Linked DNA regions of Bombyx mori: region 1 is linked to region 2. Evidence: chromatin contacts called from public Hi-C data. All regions are on one chromosome and are shown on one strand. Each heading gives the region's core, a stretch centred on a gene start, on an enhancer-like site or on the middle of the called end of the contact. The rest is flanking DNA. Distances are from core to core; before and after follow the strand shown. Region 1 holds the start of LOC101736562 (protein transport protein Sec24A). Region 2 overlaps LOC101736703 (E3 ubiquitin-protein ligase Hakai).

Region 1 (5,040 bases), core at 19-2,518, 130 kb after region 2:
ATTTGTTTTTCATTTATTTGGACTAGTGAATCCCGGCTGTGGTAATCGAGGTTTTGTAAATAAGGTAACGATTGGCAATAAAATGCTGAAATATAACATTACTTTATCTGTCTTGAAAAATACTGCGCTAATTTTATGGATTAGGTAAATAACAGGTTCAATATATGCCTTGAGTTGGCAGACAATCCAGTTAAAATTCATTTCTCTGAATAGTCAGGAGGTTGACGAGGGCCATGCTTCTATGTCACATTACGCCATGGGACGCTAGATTCACATCATCGCCGTGACTAGATAGCTTCTCGGTTAACAAGTTTTCCAATAATCGCGTATCAAAAATTATAGGCAGCGGCTTGGCTTAGCCCATGGCATTGCTGACGTCCATGGACGACCACTCACCATCAGGTGGACTGTGTGCTCGTCTGCCAATAAGGGCACTAATAAAAGAAGGCGTCATATGCATCTCACGAATAAGAAACAGTAACCTTAGGTCGAATACAAAATGAAATACTTATGAAAAATTAAGGGCCTGGGCTTCTGGGTAATTCAACCATCTAAAAATAATTCTCAAGGCATACTGAGTTTTACACCGGTCACTCACATTCGCACGAATACGCAAACCCGCAAGTGTAAGACGACATTTGCAAATGATTATGCAAAGTTTTCGCTGCATTCGTGGTTTTCCAAGCTGTGTCGGTTCTTTAACAGACATCAAAGCGCGCGAACCGCGATCCTTCGCATAGTGTCCCACACATTCGTGTGACCAGTTGCGCCCAGGATTGCAAGGGCAACGGACGTTTCGCTATTTTCATAGATCGTGACGTCTACTGTGTAGCGTATCTTCATCCAAAGAAATCCTATAAAAACAGCATGGCTATTAATGATGTCTGGGAAAGAATTCAAAATTCTTTTTCTCTTCAATGCTTTATTGACGAATTAAAAAGGAGGAGAAATTCGTGAGACATTCGTAAACAAGTGCAGGAGGAAGCGCAAACGGGTCGGAAATTGAGTACCGAAACCATTTGTACAGCCGCTAAGTTTGCGAATGAATGTTTGACGGCCCTTGCCGCAAACATTCGTACAATGTACGAATATTTGCGCGCGTGTGAGTGGCCGGCATTAGAAATCATCTCGTATCACTGTTATATCATCATAATGACAGCAGATAATAAAATATCGCATAAATCGACTTATTTGGCTTCAGGATTCAATGAAACAGAAGATCGACTAATTCGATTAAAGTCGATTCATACGTGACATTAAATTTTGACGCAGCACTAGTTGACAGTAATGAGCTTATGACATTGTCTTTCTTGTCAAAAATCAATCCAGAGGGCGCTTTAATTTGCTCGGCCACGTAAGTCAGGGTCGTATTTTTCGTCTTAAAATATATTAATTACGTTAATTCACAATAAAGGTTAATATGTGAGAATGCTATAATATATAACAGAAGTATATTACTAGTGCTTTGTGTTAAAGTCACCGTATTGTAGGTAAGATGCCAGTCAATTCCTTAGCTAATCCGTCATCCTATTGGTGAATTAGCATGTTTTAATAATTTCCTAATTGATATCAGCATTTTTATCGCTATATAAACACCTAGTAGTGTGTTTGAGATAGTGATTTCATTGTTAATTGTTTTAAATGATTGTGTGTACTACAAAGAACATTGTGTTTTGCAGATCGACAAATCATGTCTAATTTGCCACCTAATCCGTTTGTAAGCCAGCCTGGAGCGAATGCAAACCCTGTGCAAGCCTTTAACCATAATCAATACGCTCAAGTACCATTGGGTCAGCTGCCCCCAGGATATGGAGGACTGAAGGACAACAATTCAAATAGTCCTCTTCATGGAACAATATCACCTCAAAATAATGCTATACAAAACATAAACAACTTCAATCAAAGTGCCAGTAGCTCACCAGCTTTCAATCAGCCTGGATTGGTGCAAGGTGGAATGCAAGGTTCGCCAATGAGACCTTTTCCACAAAGCTCTAAACCTCTAAATCAGATATCATCGCCTAGTCCTGTTTTTGTTTCCAATCCAAACCCTTATACCCCTAACTATCAACCTCAGAAACAAATCAACGATAATGTACCACCACTAGTACCCCCTAGTCAACATAATCAACCCCTTGTGAATGGGCCTCCTTTGGCTGCATCCATGCCAAACCCAACATCTAGTAGCTACAGTCCTGTGCCTCCACTAAATAGGCCTCCAGTGGGAGGATATGGCCCCAGTTCAATCAATCAATATGGTCCAGCTCCAAATACAAAGCCTTCAGGACCACAGTCACTGCCCATACAACATAGTACTCAGTTTCCAGGCCCACCTCTGGCTGGTCCAACAAATATAGGTACCTCAGTGCCTCCTGTCAGTAGAAATGTTGGGCCTTCAGTTCCTGGGCCTCTGAATCCACCTTATGCAAGTCCTATATCGGGTCCTGTCACTAACCCTCCAATAAGTGGCCCTCATATGGGTTTCTCAGTAAATGGACCACGCTCAAATGCCTTACCGCCAAATTCAGCAGTAGAAGCAAGGCCAGTGGGCCTAAATGGTCCTTTACCACCAGTCTCTGGACCTCCCAAGCAGTTCAGTTCTGCAAATCCTCTACCAATGATGCCATCTGTAAGCTCTCCACCTGGTCAACCTTATTTAAATCAACCTGTAAGTCAGCCAGGACTTAACTCCAATATTGGTTCAAATGTACCCACAGCACTAATACCGCCTATGAATCAAAATATACCAGTAAATCAACAAGCGGGGCCTCCAAGTGGACCAACTGGTGGGCCATTGAAAAGTAATATGCAGAGCAGATATCCTCAGATGCCACAGGCCAGTTACAATCAACAGTCTGCTCCGCAACAATCTACGAAATATCCACAGCAGTACAATGCTCAAGGTTTGACACAGCAAATGGGACAGTTGAGTGTAACCAAGCAAGGTTTTGATCAACTTTGGGGTCATCACATGATTGACTTGCTGCAAACTAGACATATATTGCCTGAATACCCTGAGGATCCTCCGGAAATTAAGCTCGGACACCAGTTTGCTGATTCGCCCAATTGTAGTCCTGAGTAAGTATTGGTATTGTATTATAAATAGATAGGTTTAAGTTAAAAAATAAAATACAATTTTAAAATCTCAGTAAAAGTAATACATTATCAATTCTAATAATTAATGAAGTTTTCTACAACACCTGCACATTGTTTGAGTAGGTGTGGATATATTTGCATTTACTACACCTACGAGTACATTGTCATAGTGGTCGTAGTGATATATAAATACAATTGAAGAGAAACAATTTTTTATATTATTTAAATAAAAATTAAATGGAATTTTATTAAAAGTGATGATGGTAGGAATCGTATGGTTCATTGGTAGATTGCCATAAATAGTAGCGTATGAATTCTTATGGTCTCATTATTGCTTCTATGGTGCTAAGCCACTTCTGAAGCTCATCATGTGACTTACCACTGGAAGGCTAATTGTGTGATAGAAGTGATGATATAAGGAAATGACAAAAGGAAATTCTTGTATCAAGCAAGTAGTATTGTTCTATACACAAAAAGTTTGAACGCTATTCTGCTGAACCTGACATGCTTATAACTATGTAGAACTGTGTATCACTCAAAAATATTATAACATAACTGGTGTTTTACCTGTCAAGCCAAGGCTGCTTCTAAATTTGTTTGGCAATCACAACTGATGATGGTATCATCATAGGAGGTGATGTGATGTTTGTAAGCAGTACTTTTCAACAATTTTTTCTGATAAACTAAAAACAGAGTCTGCAATGAACATTGTTAATGCATATATAATTACCCAATTAGTATTTTGAGAAGTTTTATCACGAAATGTTTCAAATATATGGGCTCTTAAATCTGATCCTTTATAGGAAAAATGAGTCTGTCCCAATACTACCTCTGTAATAGCTAGGTCCCTTACATTGTAGGTGGATTTAGTGTCCATTTTGTGACTGATACCTTTTTGGTGATCAAATGGTAATTAAGATGTGAATGTTATTGTCTAGTCCTTCTATGTTTGTTAATGTATTTGTAAGTTTTTCGATGGGTAGTGATTCTTAGGTGTATCAGCATAAGTTGATGATTTTCCCCAAAAATAAATGTTTGCACTGTGATTCTAAGCATGCTATGTGGCCAATTTGGTCTTAAAACTTAATATGGCTATGGAATGAGCTCCCCTCCACAGTGTTTCCTGAGCGCCATGACATGTCCTTCTTCAAACGAGGCTTGTGGAGAGTATTAAGCGGTAGGCAGCGGCTTGGCTCTGCTCCTGGCATTGCTGAAGTCCATGGGCGACGGTAACCACTTACCATCAGGTGGGCCGTACGCTCGTCTGCCTACAAAGGCAATAAAAAATAATAATTGATAATGCTGATTCATGGATATCTAATGAGTTTTGTCTTCCAAAAATTATCACGACATATACATTTTTGTATTACTGTTATTATCTCAATAAGTTTTTTATCGTTAGCTATCGGAAGTACAATTTTAACAATCTTGATATACCAGAGAACGTGTTAAGGCAAGATTTATTGTATTGTGAAAATCAAGAAGTGCGTTATGATTATCCGTAATTTTTCAATAGACGCGTACTGAGACGTTAGGTGTTCAGTTTTATGATACGCTTCCTCACGCGACAACAGTATCGATGCGCCCCGGTGATGGTTTGTGTATTCAATGTAATTTATAAAAACTTTGGTGTATGATGATTATAGCATAAAACGCACACTAATTTATTTCTTTGGAGGCCAACATCATGATAACTTTAAACTCTTTATTTTCTCTGTCACTGTTGTTACTTGCAGACTTCTTCTATATAAACTTAGTTCTGATTCCATTCGAATTAAAATACACGTTTATTAGCCAAATTAGCCAGTTTAAAAATTAAAATGGACGCATTGTTCTGCTTATCTAAATTTAAAATCTCTGAATATTTCTATTTTAAAATTCCATACTTTTTTTTTCACTTTTTTTCTGCCATCTTAGTCCGGTTGTTTCGTCAAAAAAATACAATTA
Region 2 (4,528 bases), core at 585-3,084:
GTTGTTGTTGATGTCTATGGAATACACTAACTACTTAACACCTGGTGAGTCGTGAAATGAAAAACGAAAGCCAATCATCCATTCCAGATCGAAGATTAGGACGATCTTTAGATTTTGATTTTTTAGCCTTTGAGACTTCGATGTCATGTTTCAAGGTCAGTGGCTACATTGATATTATGCGAGTCTATGGGCTCGGACAGCTAGTTATGTTACATCGTGACCCCGTCGGTCAATTAACAAATGGTCTGAATCCCTGTTAAGTTATCTTAAAGCTTTATAACAAACAAATTAGTATGAGCACACTAAGTGTATCATGTATGTTCCCGTCGTCTCAATATCCCCGACTCCGGGGCAGGGCGCCGGCTGTGAGCGTCAGGAGTTTTTAGTGAGGTTTAACTCCCACATACCCCGCCTGCCGTGCGGGTGGGGATCCGGCCATTTTCTTCTGTGGAAAAAAAAGTGTGTGTTCAGTGAGCTCAGTGCGAGTTTTTTAAGGTTCTCGATAGCGTAAAAGTTAACTCAAATTTGTATGGAGTTGGAACGTTTGCCTAAATTTGCCGCTAGGGGCGCTGTTCCAACTGCATATAAGTTTGAGTTAACTTTTACGCTATCGAGGACGTTAAAAACTCGCACTAAGCACACTGAACTTGTAATTTTCATAAATCTTTGAGGCATGTTATCGTGATTTTGTTCGTGATGGTTTTACGTTAACATGGAGAGTATGCAGCGCTATTTTCCGTCTGCACTTTTCTAGTTTTTTTTTTCTGTTTTTATTTTCTCTCAGAAGCTAGCATTGACCGCTAGGCTACCTCAAAGTTTGGAGTACAGAAAAGTCTGGAGGGAAATCAACAAGATAATCCAATTTAATAATAATATTGTCTGCCCACTTCTTTATTGCCTTATTTGCCTTTTGAAATGGTTATTGGATAGTAAGATCTGTTACGTTATCGAAGCCACGCCACTAGATAATCCAATTTAGGTTACTTCAAAGATATTAAAAAGGTGCCGTACTCTGCAAGAAAACCTTAGGTATTTAGCGTGTAGAACAAAATATAAATTAATCAAACAAAAAGGTTTCTAACAGTGTTGGTGTATTCGGTAACCTAATATTCATTTTTAGGTTAATGTGGCAACGTGTTAGTAAATGTAGAACAAAGTGATATTATCTGATCAACATTTTAATGTTTCAAGGATAAAGGTTCGACATTAACAAACTCAAAACAGAATCATTCAAATCACTTCCTATCATTGAAAAAAAATTCACATTAAGTAGATATTTTTATCTGGTATATGACAAAATAACATCCTTCATCAACCAATCATTAATTTTGTAACCGATTTCATAATAAAAATTGACAATTATTTGTACATAGAAGACAGTAGTGTGAGACTGTGATCTCTCAAGCTAGTTATTAGCCAAGTAATTTAAAACTGAAATCAAAGTAGAAATAAGTAAAACAGTAATTTTTTTTAATAATGTGCTTTTTTAACAATAGTACTGTTACAACTGGTGGTAGGACCTCTTGTGAGTCCGCGCGCGTAGGTACCACCGCCCTGCCTATTTCTGCCGTGAAGCAGTAATGCGTTTCGGTCTGAAGGGTAGGGCAGCCGTTGTAACTATACTGAGATCTTAGAACTTATATCTCAAGGTGGGTGGCGCATTTATATTGTAGATGTCTATAGGCTCCGGTAATTACTTGACAACCAGATGGGCTGTGAGCTCGTCCACCCATCTAAGCAATAAAAAAAGTAGGTACTTGTTATAATTACCGCAAATAGAGCATCGTCCTCCTTTCACCTTGAGTGCTCCGCGCCTGACAGTCTGCGCAGCCCTGAACCTTTGACCCTCGCGATTCGCACTACGTCGTTCATAAAACACATAACAGATAGATAGATTATTTGTGGTGAATATCAACTACGATAAATTTAATTGAATATGCAATTTCGAAAAGGGCACATGTCGCATATTTTGTCATACACGTTTTTTCATATACATGTAGTTTTGAGGCTTACCTACACTCATTTTATAATAATTCCAGTAATTTTCAATTGCTAATTAACACTAAAATATATCTCAAAAGTTAATATTTTAAATTTTACACTGCTTTAGAAAATAATCAGTTTTTTTCATTTCCTAAACATTTTACATTTTCAGAGATGTAACCTTTTCGAAATTGCATATTTAATTTAGAACAATGTTTTTTTATAACAGTAACATTTACTGGGATGTACTTGTTCATGGGACTAAGACAAAAACGATTTTACTACAAAAATAAATATGTGAAATTAAATTCCTACTTTTAATATGCTGTTTGTTACAAAACTCTTTAGGGCGGTGCTTGGAGATGAAGAAAAGAGGACAGGGGAGTGATTTAATCACTCAATGACGCTTTTATTTTACAAGTTGTACTATCGTTTTCTTTACTTAAATGGAATAAACTAGAAAGTCAATGTTGTACTAACTGGAAAACATAAAAAAAAAATTACTGAAGTTTCAGTTTTATTCTTGAAGTCTCACTGTTTGTTGTATTTAGTGGGTATATAGTAAGTACCTGCATCAATCAAGGCTTACATCAAAATCAATGGAAGTTAGAAGTGTCATTATAGCCATGTTTGGGGAAGCCTAGGTTATCATTGGACGTGCTTCCGCTGTTTATGTTACCACAACCAACGTGACAAGATGGATCGACTTAAAATAATGTTTGGTATTTCGTATCCAAGAAATTTTGTAAGCATAGCATAGAAACCGGCATAGAGGAAAGTTATTTTAATACAAGTTTTACTGGTACTCGAGCGACTAATGAGATGGCGGGGGGAGGTTCCACCACCCTGCCCGTCTCTGCCGTGAAGCAGTAATGCGTTCTGGTTTGAAGTGTGGGGCATGCAATTGTGACTTTGACGTAATATCTAATTCGTGTTGCCTTTCACGATGTGATTTCCATGGACTCCGGTAACCACTTAATAGCATGCGACCCCTGTTGTCGTTCAATCGCCTTAAATAAATAATTTTATATTGGACTAGCTTTTGCCCGCGACTCCGTCCGCGTGGAATAGTTACTTTGGCATAACGCTAAATTTTACCCCCACTTCATTTACGTAGAAAGTGAAAATACAATTTGAATTATAGAATGTTAAGGAGCTATTTAAACCCCATATTTTGAAACATCCTTTATTGGTGCTCCAATTGTATTGCTCTTACCGTGATGTTATATAGCCTATATATAGCCTTCCTCAATAAATGGGCTATCTAAGACTGAAATAATTTTTCAAATCGGACCAGTAGTTCCTGAGATTAGCGCGTTCAAACAAACAAACTCTTCAGCTTTATAATATCAGTATAGATGTTTGTGGAATTTTATAGTATAAACATATAAATGTCCAATTCATTATTATAACTAGTCAGGTCATAAGTATTGTCACACAGTAAAAAAATTTCTTTTAGAATGCTAGCCACAAAAAAGTTTATTGAATTCGAATTTCGAATTGTTCATGAAAATAAAAATGTACACTTTTAGAATTTTACTCATTTTTAAATATGGAGTGGACGCTTAAAGAAGACCGTGTTGCAGTTATTGCGTTGCATCTTTGCGGTTACGCGCCAATTCAAATTTTTAACATACTGAAAAATTTGAATATAACCAAAAGATTCGTACCATCAAACGATACAATGAAGACTCTAATGTAGATGACAGGTCAAGAAGTGGTCGCCCTCGGTCTGTTAGGACTCCAGCAGTGATAAAAGCTGTGAAGGCGCGAATTCAAAGAAATCCCAAACGTAAGCAGAAACTGTTGGCCCTTCAGATGGGGTTAAGCAGAACCACGGTGAAAAGGGTGTTAAATTAAGACTTAGGGCTTCGGGCATATCGAAGAAAAACAGGACATCGTTTGAATGCTCGTCTAATGGACCTGAGACTGAAGAGATGCCGCGCTTTGTTGAAGCGGTACGCGGGAAAAAAATATCGGGAAATTATTTTTTCGGATGAAAAAATTTTTACCGTAGAAGAGAGCTACAACAACCAAAATGATAAGGTGTACGCACACAGTAGTGAAGAAGCGAGCAACCGTATTCCGCGTGTCCAACGAGGTCATTTTCCATCCTCGCTCATGGTATGGTTGGGAGTTTCTTATTGGGGCTTAACAGAGGTACATTTTTGTGAGAAAGGTGTAAAAACGAATGCAGTTGTGTATCAAAATACAGTCCTGACGAACCTTGTGGAACCTGTTTCTCATACCATGTTCAATAACAGGCACTGGGTATTCCAACAAGATTCGGCGCCAGCTCATAGAGCGAAGAGCACACAAGACTGGCTGGCGGCGCGTGAAATCGACTTCATCCGGCACGAAGACTGGCCCTCCTCCAGTCCAGATTTAACTCCGTTAGATTACAAGATATGGCAACACTTGGAGGAAAAGACGTGCTCAAAGCCTCATCCCAATTTGGAGTCACTCAAGACATCCTTGATTAAGGCAGCCGCCGATATTGACATGGACCTCGTTCGTGCTGCGATAGACGACTGGCCGCGCAGAT

The links. A called contact is a pair of places that touch in the nucleus more often than the background predicts.
Region 1: a Hi-C map of whole pupa shows a contact between it and region 2, with 4 times the contacts expected there. The contact joins the promoter of LOC101736562 here to the enhancer-like site in region 2. A contact is called at or near these places in 7 of 7 Hi-C or Micro-C datasets (middle silk gland, midgut, posterior silk gland and 2 more).

What each region holds. Positions count from the first base shown.
Region 1 is chr22:16,379,120-16,384,159 of ASM3026992v2, forward strand. LOC101736562 (protein transport protein Sec24A) reads left to right here and starts at 1,269. Exons shown (of 16, transcript XM_038018776.2): 1 at 1,269-1,354; 2 at 1,680-3,075. The coding sequence starts at 1,691.
Region 2 is chr22:16,243,922-16,248,449 of ASM3026992v2, forward strand. It overlaps LOC101736703 (E3 ubiquitin-protein ligase Hakai), which reads right to left. Exons shown (of 13, transcript XM_004924278.5): 5 at 1,771-1,859; 6 at 1-445. Among protein-coding and RNA genes, the nearest start is that of LOC101743723, 18 kb to the left of the region's middle. Within about 2 kb of position 1,835, at least 2 of the 8 cell types and tissues checked have open chromatin away from gene starts, as enhancers often do.